2 separate regions of the Ovis aries genome follow, and region 2 is linked to region 1. Evidence: chromatin contacts called from public Hi-C data. All regions are on one chromosome and are shown on one strand. The core of a region is the stretch at or near the end of the contact, and the rest is flanking DNA. Distances in the headings are between cores, read along the strand shown.

Region 1 (5,635 bases), core at 1,959-4,458:
ATGTTCCATGTGTCCAGAGAATTTAGGCTTTCCTAAAATTTTGACAGATTATTTTTTATTATCCTAAATTTTAATACAATATTGTGACCGGATCTTTCCAGTTAAATACGACATCTAGAAATAGATCCAGTGCCATTCCAGACAGGAAGTAGGGGATAAATACCAGTGGTTGTAATGTCATGAATCAGGAAACTATGACAGGACAGCAAAATAAAACATTTCCCTCCCGAGACCTTGTCAAGATCCTCTGGCAGATCAAAGCTGTCTGCTCTGCTCCCGAATTCTTCATCCCTCAAGTCTCTTAGGAAAAGACAATTATGCTTTGCAGAGTTATTCCAAATGCATAGGTCTGTGAATGTGTTATGCTTTCCTAGTCTGCCTTTTGGGATGGAAGATGCTTAATAAGAGAGTGGGACTTACTCTATGCAGTGCAGACCACTCCTAAACTCTTATAAATGTTCTCTGAGTCAAAAATAAAATTCCATTATGTGCATATTGTATTTGAATTTACTGTCAATGAAGGGAAGAAGTATTCCAGTTTGAGAAAAAGCAAAGACTACTATGTAAAAAAAGGGGAGAGGGTATTAAAGATGCAGTGATTCACTTATCCCCAAAACCCATGGATAATAAAGATAAATAGAAAAAAGATACTAAGTATAACCATTTATTCACCATTCACAGGTAACTCACCAGCTCAGCAGACACTATGTCGGACTCTTCAGTGAATTTTATTTGCATTGAAGATATATACGTGACTGGAAATGGCTTGGACTTTGGACCCAAGCAGGCCTTTTCCAGCAGTCATGTATGGATGTGAGAGTTGGAGTATAAAGAAAGCTGAGCACTGAAGAATTGATGCTTTTGAACTGTGGTGTTGGAGAAGACTCTTGAGAGTCCCTTAGACAGCAAGAAGATCAAACCAGTGAATCCTAAAGGAAATCAGTTCTGAATATTCTTTGGAAGGACTGATGCTGAAGCTGAAACTCCAATACTTTGGCCACCTGATGTGAAGAACTGACTCACTGGAAAAGACCCTGATCCTGGGAAAGATTGTAGGCTGGAGGAAAAGGGGACAACAGAGGATGAAATGGTTGGATGGCCTCACCAACTGGATGGACATGAGTGTGAGCAAGCTCTAAGAGTTGGTAATAGACAGGGAAGCCTGGTGCGCTGCAGTCCATGGGGTCACAAAGAGTTGGACACGACTGAGTGACTGAACTGAACTGAGGCCTGACTTTGACTTGCAGTCCCATCTTCCACTCACTAGCTGAGTAACTTTAGAAAATGTCCTTGCAACACTCTGAACCACATGTAAAGAGTCCTCACATGTAAAGTAAGAACAATGCCACCAATGGCCCAGTGTTGTTTTCTGGAAAAGAAGCAACATATAGGGCAGTTCCTAACAATGTTTGAAGCAATATAGGGTCTGAATTAATATTAGTTCCCCTTTCTTCCCCCATGTGTCTGTGCAAAGCAAATTTGCTGTTGACTTTGAAACATGAATTTTCTTCAGAATGCATTTTTAGAGACATTAAGAAATCAAGAGTCTTTGAAGAGAAAAATTAATAATTATACATTAAACCTCATTTTATTAATACTTCTATTAATGGTGGAGATGCCAATTTTTTCTTGTGCTCTCCTTTTATATTTCATATCTTAAGTAAAACTAGATTATTTTCTTTTTAAGTCCTTAGACTAAATGACAGGGTATGGGATCAATTCCAACTGCTATTCCTGATCTGCCCCTTAGCCTGTTCTTTAACAAGGTTGGTAGGTCAAAGATAGAAATAAAATTCTCAAGTCTTGGCTTCGCTGGATCCTGTCATTAATGTGCTGAGAGATTTTAAGATGTGTTTTAAGATGGAAATAAAATTCTCAAGTCTTGGCTTCTCTGGATCCTGTCATTAATGTGCTGAGAGATTTTAAGATGTGTTTTACACATGGGGGGTGGGGGCAGGAGGAGGGGGAGAGAGAGAGGTCAAGGGAAGGTCTAAGGAGGTGTCAGAAATTTTCCTTCTATGTAGTTTTGTCAGAATACTACAATCACTGTCATAAGCAAAAGGGAGAAAAACACTGGCAGAAAGGAGACCTCTTTTATGTTAAGAAGGGAACGTGGTGTTGAGTTAACAGTGAAAATCATCCCCTTTAAAGATGAGAATAGGCAATACGAGTTTTTTCCAGGACTTGTCCGCCGTGGAGTCCACAGGAGTGGGGTGAGGGCTTACTAGCTCCCGTCCCCAGATCCCACTCACCTAGCTGGAGCTGTTCACAGGTCCTGGCTGGATTCTTCCCAATCTTGCATCTGTAAATAGCCCCAGGTTTGACCACTGACGTGTTGGAGAGCCAGTTGGCAGTGGGCGCCCCGACTACGAGCCTGAGAAGAGAAACGCGCACGTGGGTGCAGATGTTAGCCTTGCTGCCCACTAAACCCCGGGTCTCCGCAGAGGCAGCCGGGCCGCTCCCGCCGCCTCTGCCTCCGCCCACCACCCCAGCACTCAACCCGCCACCCCAAACTTCAGGGCCTGGCGCCAGAACGCACCCCGGCTGCTGCCACCCCAAGATGAGTTCGTTTCCCAAGCGCTTCTCCAGCGAGCTGGGTTCCCTCCTGCCTTCTCTAGTGGGAGGAAAGTTTGAATCAGGCAGGGGATCCCCGAGGCGCTTTTCGCTAGCTGCCCTGAGATGCCAAAGGCTCCCGCGTCCGACCCTACTCACCATCGGTTCTCCCCGTGGCTGTGCAGCACCACCGAGTAGCCAAACAGGGTGTTGGGGGGTCCCTTGTAGAGCAGCGCACTCTCCGTGTCCACGTTGTAGGGGCGCCCGGTCGGGACCCCCGAGCACAACAGAAACATCACCGCCTCCCAGACGGCGGCCCCTCGGGGGCCCGGCCTTCGCCTCGCTTCCACAGCCATGAGCTCTCGGAGCGGAACATTCAACACTCAACCGCCACTCTCCGTCCCGAAGCTGCGCGGGATGCGACGGCTGGCCGAGGGGAAGGGCGCCCCGAGAGAAGAGGCTCAGCGTGTCCGGCGCCGGCGGGCGGGAGGGAAGAAGAGAGGGAGGAGGGCAGGGACCCAGAGAGGGAGGGGAAGTCGGGCTGCGGCGGGCGGAGCAATCCGAGATGGCAAGGGATAGGACGCGCCCGCAGATCCCCACGCCGGATTCTGCGGCCGGGAGGTGCGGTGACCGTGAGCCCCGGGGCGCGGGCCTCTGGGTGGGGTGCCGGGCGTGGTGCGGAGTCGCGGGACCCAGCGCTGACTCCCGGCACGCGTGACTGTAGGGGGCGCTGGGGGACCTTGGCTGCGCAGCGCGCGCCCAGGCCGGGCCTCCCGGCACTGCAGGAGTTGAGCTGGACCGGGCCAGGGCTTCGCCTTAACCGCGGTTGGGGCCTCAATCCTACCGACCGCGCGCGCCCACTATGAGCGTTGAGGCTCCTGCACGGTGTGGCCCAGAGGCCAGCCACAAACCTGGGCACCGCATGGACTGCGAAGGAACTGCCCTGAACCTTCGTTGCTATTTCAGCACTACACCTGGTTTGGGGGGTGGGGGGTTAATAAGCAACCACTAGAAAAACTAACCAGGGAGCCACACACACACACGCAGAACACTCCCTGAAGGCGCCCAAGATACATTTTGGTGAAAAAGACGTTATGGTATTTAAGACTTCCACTTTCTTCCTCGCCTTACTTCCTCTTTAGTCCGGGCTGCTTGCTTGGAGCAGTGGCTCTAGCTGAAAGGCAGGGTGGGGCAGAAGGTTTAGGCTGTGGCTCTGTTCAAGGGCCAGGTTGGGGTAAGGAAACACTTGCCTCGTTTCCACTGAATCTGATGCTCCCCCTTTCCACACATCCGATCAGTTCCACCGGATACGCGAGCCATCGGGGCTTAGGTCAAGACAGCGTAATGAGCCTCTGAAAATGTGCTGGGGAACCGCAGCACACCACACTAAACTGGGTTTGACTCTTGTCCCGATTAAGCCAGGTGTACCTCAGGTTTCTTTCTAGTGCAGCTGGATAGCCATAGATGATTAGGGTGGTATTTGCAGGAGAGGCAGGTCTAGATATTATTTGGGTTTCCCTGGTGGCTCAGATGGTAAATAGTTAGCCTGCAATGCAGGAGACCAGGGGTTGATCCCTGGGTCGGGAAGATCCCCTAGAGAGGGGAATGGAAAGTAAAAACAAAAGAAGAAAAAGCTTTCTTTATATAGTATGTGTGTGCGCGCGTTAAAACCATATTGAAGCAGTACCTCTCAAGTTGTAAAAGTAGACACATGATTAAAATACTTGTTCATTTATTTAGCATATTAATTGAGCAGGCATTTTGCCAGGCCCACAGGATGCCATAGGGAACAAGGCAGGGCAAGTTTTCAGGAAAAATTTTGGCTAGGTGGTAGACAGACAAATGTTTATTGACTGGAGAAAGTTCTGGATGTTTTAGGGACACTTAGAGTTGAAGGAGAAGCACAGTTGTTAGGCTAACCACTTTGAGAGAAAAGATGAAGGGCAGCAGGGCCAGGTAGAGGAATGGGAAGAGATGGCCTTTGCTGGAGTGGTTAGCGGCCCCCACACAGGATAGTGTCATATGAGGTTGACTAGGGAGGTGGGGACATATTGTGAACCTCCAAAACCAGTTTAAGAATTTATAAATCTGTGCTGGAGCTAGTAGGCAGCTGTTGGAGGACTGGTCTTGGTCAGCTGTGAGTTTCAGAAGTGTGAAGAAAAAGCTGAAGACAGAAAGCCTAACTTTGCAGGCTTCTGCAGTAGTGAGTGGTGAGATGAGAGTGGCCTGAACTAGGAAGGAGCAGAAAAAAGAGTTTCAAGAGGTAGCTGAGGATAGAACCCAACAGAATTTGGTGACTGGGGCTTCCCTAATGCTCAGTGGTAAAGAACCCACCTGCCAATGCAGGAGACAAGGGTTTGGGTTCGATTCCTGGATCTGGAAGATTCCCTAGAGAAAGGAATAGCTATCCACTCCAGTATTCTTGCCTGGGAAATCCCACGGACAGAGGAGCCTGGCAGGCTATCTATAGTCCATGGGGTTGCAAAGTGTCGGACACAATTTAGCAACTAAATAACAACAGAATTAGGTAAATACGAATGTGGGGCTGAGAGGAAGGAGTCAGGATGCCCAAGTTTCAAGTTTGGGATCTGGGAATATGATGCTAATTCACAGAGAAAAACACTGGGGGAATAAGGTTATGCGTGTGTGTGTGTGTGTGTGTGTGTGAGAGAGAGAGAGAGAGAGAGAGACAGAGACAGAGAGACAGAGAGACAGAGACTGTATAGCTGGGGGGCAATGGTAGATTTAATTTTAGACAGGTGGAGTTTGAGATATTGTGGAGTGTTAGTATATTCTAGCCAAACCCAACCCAATTATTTTTACTCTTCTGTCAACAGATAAAACAAGGGGACTAGTAATCCTCTCTTATTATTTTCAATAAGGTAATTAAAAGGCAAATAATGGTGAGTGATAAATCTATTGTAAGCATGAAATGAAATGGCTTCCAGCAAAGTAGCTTTAAGGGCCCATGGTAAATGGTCCTGCTGTTTTTCCACTCAGGGCATATTTGTTTCTGGGTAGACTGACATGCCAATTTCAACCCAGTTCTACAATTAGCTCATCATTCTGAAATAAGGAATAC
Region 2 (5,635 bases), core at 902-3,401, 190 kb after region 1:
ACTACATCCTTTCCATCTTCATGGTCCTTATTAGAGAGTAACATTCATTTTATAGATGAGAAATATAAGGCATACAGGGTGTATGAAACCTGCACAGGGGATTTAAGCTGGGTCTGAAGTCAAAGTCCTCGCATATGGGAAAGTCACATATCTGTCACTTCTATCTCATCCATCCCAATGGAAGATGCTATGCCCTTAAAACTAAGCTAGTCTAGCCTCAGTGTAACTCCTGTCTGCATCACTGCACATCTTTTCACAGTCCTACACACAAATGCCCCCACACTACCATCTCTCTCCACACCAGGCCTGCCCAAATGATATTTTCTGTGTTTTTGATCATTTATACCAGTGAATTCCACCTTGACTGAATATTAGAATCATCTCAGTAGCTTTTTTTTTTGAAAAATATTTGCTAATTGTATATTGATATAAGATGCCTTCATATCAGATGCCTCCATAGCTTTTAAACCATATAAATGTCTGGGTTTCACATAAATCAAATAAGATTTTCTTGGGGTGGCTATGGATATTCACTATTTCAGTGTGCAACTAAGGTTAAAAAAGTGAAAAATGGAAGTGTTAGTCACTCAGTTGTGTCCAACTCTTTGTGACTCCATGGACTGTAGCCGACTAGGCTTCTCTGTCCTTGGGATTCTCCAGGCAAGAATACTAGAGTATATACCTCCAGGAGATCCTCCCATTGAACCTAGATCCCCTGCATTGCAGGCAGATTTTTTACCATCTGAGGCCACCAGGGAAGCCCCAGGCTTGAAAATGACAAGCTTAAAATACACTTTCTTTAAATACCTGCCTGAGTCCTACTTTCAGAACTACATCAACTCATTTGGGTCTTATGATTGCCAGACTACCTACGTTATAATTCCTTCCATTTCTGTTATCATTTAGAATTATTTCCTATTTTCCCATTCATTCATTGATTGAGTTCTTGAGTACTTACTGAGTGCCTACTACTTGCAAAGGCTTATCTTAGGTCTGTCATACATACGTGTAATCTCTCTGCAACCAGCTGAAACAACCTTGAAGATATAAGTTATATCATATTTTCCCACTTACTAAAGCAGACCCAATATAGTTATAAGTGTGTGTGAGATCTCAATAAATACTTCTGATGAGTACCTGTGGTTTCATATTTTATTGTCTTAACCACTCATCTTTTCAGTACATATTTATTAAACTGCTAACTATGTGGAAGATACTTAGATAGATTTTTTTAAAGACTAATAGTCACCTTGAGTGACTGTCAAACATATTTATTTCTTTTGTGGCTTTCTGTTTTAATATGTTGCAGTAGCTTTTTTTTCTTTTCTATTGAACAACGCATCCTGATACCTTAAATTTATTAGATACTTCTTATATGCCAGACATTCTTCTGAATTATTTGCACTTAATTATCCAATAGCTCAGCCCCATGAGACAGCACCTGTACCTTCTGAGAGGAGAAATGACTGTTCCAAGCTACCCAGACAGTAAGAGGTCAAGCTGGGTCTCTAGCCCAGACAGCCTGGGCTCAGAGCCTACCACTATGTCTTCAGCAAAGAGACAGTTTTCTAAAGAGAGTTTTTAAGATGATGTCTCTTAAATTCAAGGAACATAGCTACAGTTTCCTAAGAGCTATTGGGTTATGTGTGTTTACTGACTTAATAGAAAAATTCTAAAATAATTGTATAGTAAAAACGGCCATTTGTTGTTGTTGTTCAGTTGCTATGTCATGTCCCATGGACTGTAGCACGCCAGGCTCCTCTGTCCTCCACTGTCCTGGAGTTTGCTCAAATTTTTGTCCACTGAGTTGGTGCAAAACTGCCATTACTGGCACTTAAATTGATTCTCAGGCAATGCCACTGACATCACTATAATATTTTGCAGAAAAAAAGTTCTAAGAAGTTCAGAAACCAATAGAAATAGCCTGATCATTTTAACAGTTTATCACTTTTATTATTAAACAATATTTTAATATAAATTTTATATCAAAATTTTAAAACAAATTTTACAACTGCCCACAGATGAGGTTACTAAGTGATTGGGAACAAACTTCTCCCTCTAACATCACATGATTTTTTTTTTAAGAGAAAAAAAGCAAAGGTTTCAGTTACTAAGTAAACAATCTATAAATGTACATCCTGTGTAAAGAAGCAGAGACTATGAAACCAGAGGATCCTCAAGACTGAAGAGCAGAGGACTCACAGCTATTTTATAAATACCTGTGTTCTTCTAGACATTTTCTTTCACCGTCTGTGTATCATTTTTCTCCCTCCCATTTCCGCACCTTTCCCATTTTTCAATACCTTTTCTATGTTTCATTTCTGAATCTCTTTTGCAGCTGTGAACAACATTCTCTTAAATATTATCTTAAGTTAAAGACATTACAGAAAGTTTTCAAAATGTCGATGTTCTTTTCCTTTCCTCGTTTATCTGCCTTGATCAGTCACTGTCTGCCCATCGACTCTCTTTTGTCCATCTTTGTGCCTTGGTAAATTCTCCACATCTCAGTCTCCAAGTATGTGAGATCACAAAGCAACTTTTTGCAATAAAAAACAACTCTTTATTAGAAACACCCAATTTAGGAGTTAGGAATTAGGTGTTCCTTCCTTGGTTAGTTGTAAATACTTTTCAAAACTCAGTATTTACTGAATAATTTCAGTATCAAGCTTCGCACCATATTTAAGCACAAATTAAGAACAGTTTTTGAAGTCTGATATTTAGGCAGAACTGATAATTAAATCAACAGTGAAAGGGAAAAGGACAAATAATATGAAAACTCTCACATCTGTTTACAAACTATGTATTAAACAAGCAGAAACATTTTGACTGAATTTTCTGTAAGGGACTAGATATAATCTTCCAGGTCTAATTAATCCTGCTCAGAAAATACTAAAATTTTGACACTGGCAAAGAAAATTCAGGTTAGCTTCTTCTTTTTTTAAATATAAATTTATTTATTTTAATAATGAAGTGGATGAAACTGGAGCCTACTATACAGAGTGAAGTAAGCCAGAAAGAAAAACACCAACACAGGGTAGCTTCTTCTTGGACTCTATGAACTCGGCATTTAGGACAACACTTTCAAAAGGTGGCTTGCTTATGGAAACAAACTATCCAGAAGCCCCACTGATGGTTTGTTCATCAGGCTCAATAGTGAACACCCATGGTAAACAAGACTTTTCCTACTTTTGTGGTCAAAGGCAGAAGATGTTGATTTCTAAGTCACAGGAAAAACAAGTATTCTTACCTTCCCAAATATGCAAGAAGTTCCTGGTTAGTGCTTGTGTGTGTGTGTGTATGTGTAACTGGTATAACAAACAGTATGGTCACTTTGTCTGAAGTACTCAAGATCCTTGAAAGACAAACCTAAAACTATCAGAGATAAATATGTCCACTTCACACAGAGAAATGGAGATACAACTGAGAAATGAGAACTCTCAGCAAGAATTATATTTATGTATACTTACTTTTGGGGGGGGGCCTTAATATATGATTTGCAACACATCGTTCGGATCTAAAATCATGTTATCTTGAGTTTCCCTATTCAATACTATGAATTGTTAAATTAATAAGATTAGCAAGTTTTTGCAACATTAGCTTAATAATCTCTTTTAAGGGTGAAATTATATTTGTATTTTATTTGTCCAGGGAAGTAATAAACTTGCTATACTGTAATGGAACTTTAGAATAGCCTTGCTCACAGCTGTCAAGAGATAGAAAAAAACAGAAATAGTCTTATCCATAATTGATCATCTTTTAACTGATAGCTTTACATCTCCAACGGGCACTAATGCTCTCCTTTATCTACACTCACACTACCAACTGAACACTTAACTATGAAGTGAGGAAATATCAAGACTTGATCTTTCCTTACAGACCCCATTTTGTCAACATACATCAACTGTTTTAACACATGCTCCTCAAGATAAGAAAGCACACCGCACTGCAGACGTATATATATATATATATATACACACACTAAATTGGTGAAACAGCTTCAAACTGTCACCATGCTCTCCAAACCACAAACAGTGCCTTCACTCTGCAGGGAGAGCAACGGACATGTTTTAAGCAATTCTCTTGTACAACAGCTTCTCTTCTATTGACAGTTACTCTGAGCCTCTGCCCTGGACTGACGGTAAAGGACACTGTTCGCAGTCACCTTTTATGCTTCTTACCTGCTGATTCCCCTGTAATCCCTCTGAGCAATCGGTAAGAGGATTCAGGAGCACACAACTATACTTCGTGCATTGGGTCCACAAGGAACCTTTTGTTTCCAAAAAGGTATTTAACTAAGTCCACTAGCACCTGTCAGTTTAAATCAGGGAATTTACCAAGGCAAATCATACTTCATATTCAGCATGATTTCTGCCTCCAATGATAGCGGTAAATAGCTCACACTTTTTCTAGAAATGCACTCCTTCTTTAAGGTGGACTGTTGATACTGATGATTAATTTAAAGGTGAAAATTCCAATATTTTTAAAATTCCCAAATTCAAAGTAAATTGTAATGAGCAAATAACAATTTCTGAGGTCATGATGACTCCAGTTTGTATTCCATGGAAGACCCACTGTGGCCTTAGACTACTCATCTAATATCTCTGAGATTCATTTTTTCAATAAAAATGGGGAGAAAGATACCCACTTCATACCTTTGGTGTGGGGTTTAAGTGAGGTCAAGCGTCTGCCGTACTGTGAACACACAGTAAATTTTAGCCCTTTTCCCTCATGTGGAAAAACAATACTAAGTTTACAAGCTGTATTTACCTTTGAACAACTTTATTATTATTATTATTATTGAGGAAAACTACCAAGTTTAAATTATAATATAAGGAAATAAAATTCCTGAGGCAATTTTTAGGGCTTTTTACTTTCTGAAATAACACATATGATGATTTTACTGTGTTTGAACTATAATTTAAGACATAGGAATAATTTAAATCCAAACAACTACTTAAGGTTTATTATTCAAGGTTCAGTGGTAAAATGGGAAAAAGTTGCATATTAAGTATAGTTGTCACTTAAAACCTTATTTTCTTTTCTAGTATAATGAACCTGCATTTATGGTCAGAAAAATCTAACGTCCTCCCCAAGCTCATGAAAAAGAATCTAAAACTCATCATCACTACCCAAACAGAAAAGAGACTTTTTAAACTTTTAATTAAATTCTAGAAGGCAGTGAAAAACAACCTGTAGTAATAAAGAGCAGTCCTCAATGTCTTGTCAAAGGAGCAAGCTTAAGCTGCAATTTGTAAAGATCTATAGCTAGATAAACTCATAAATTTATATCACCAACAAGGGAAATGATATAGAGACTCAAATCTCTAGTTCTAGCAAAGGCTTCAAAGAATTACAAAAGTCAAACTTACCACAAAACCCAGTTCGTAACCATGGCTAACCGAATACTAGAGCAGCTGTGGAGCCAGTAAAAGATAACAAGAGGTCATTTTTGTGTCACCTAAAGAGAAGGGCTATGACAGATGCCAGCTTTCCCTTTACTGCCTGCTGCCAGGGTACTCTGCAGAGGAAGGCAGGTAAGATGTGGCTCTAACTCTTGGATAACATACAGGGTGGCAACAGCAAGCTGAGACTCCAGGTATCTGGATGTCTTGCCACCAAGCTACCAAGGGTTGGG

Evidence for each region. Hi-C and Micro-C count contacts between places; a contact is called where the count stands out from the background.
Region 2: a contact with region 1 is called in a Hi-C map of blood, with 3 times the contacts expected there. The contact joins the enhancer-like site here to the promoter of ITGA4 in region 1. A contact is called at or near these places in 3 of 16 Hi-C or Micro-C datasets (all in blood).

What each region holds. Positions count from the first base shown.
Region 1 is chr2:128,373,275-128,378,909 of ARS-UI_Ramb_v3.0, forward strand. ITGA4 (integrin subunit alpha 4) reads right to left here and starts at 3,209. Exons shown (of 28, transcript XM_004004537.6): 1 at 2,713-3,209; 2 at 2,253-2,374. The coding sequence starts at 2,909.
Region 2 is chr2:128,562,115-128,567,749 of ARS-UI_Ramb_v3.0, forward strand. LOC132659308 (a long non-coding RNA gene) reads right to left here and starts at 5,485. Exons shown (of 2, transcript XR_009599586.1): 1 at 5,370-5,485. It also overlaps the pseudogene LOC121818691. Within about 2 kb of position 2,152, at least 4 of the 54 cell types and tissues checked have an H3K27ac peak or open chromatin away from gene starts, as enhancers often do.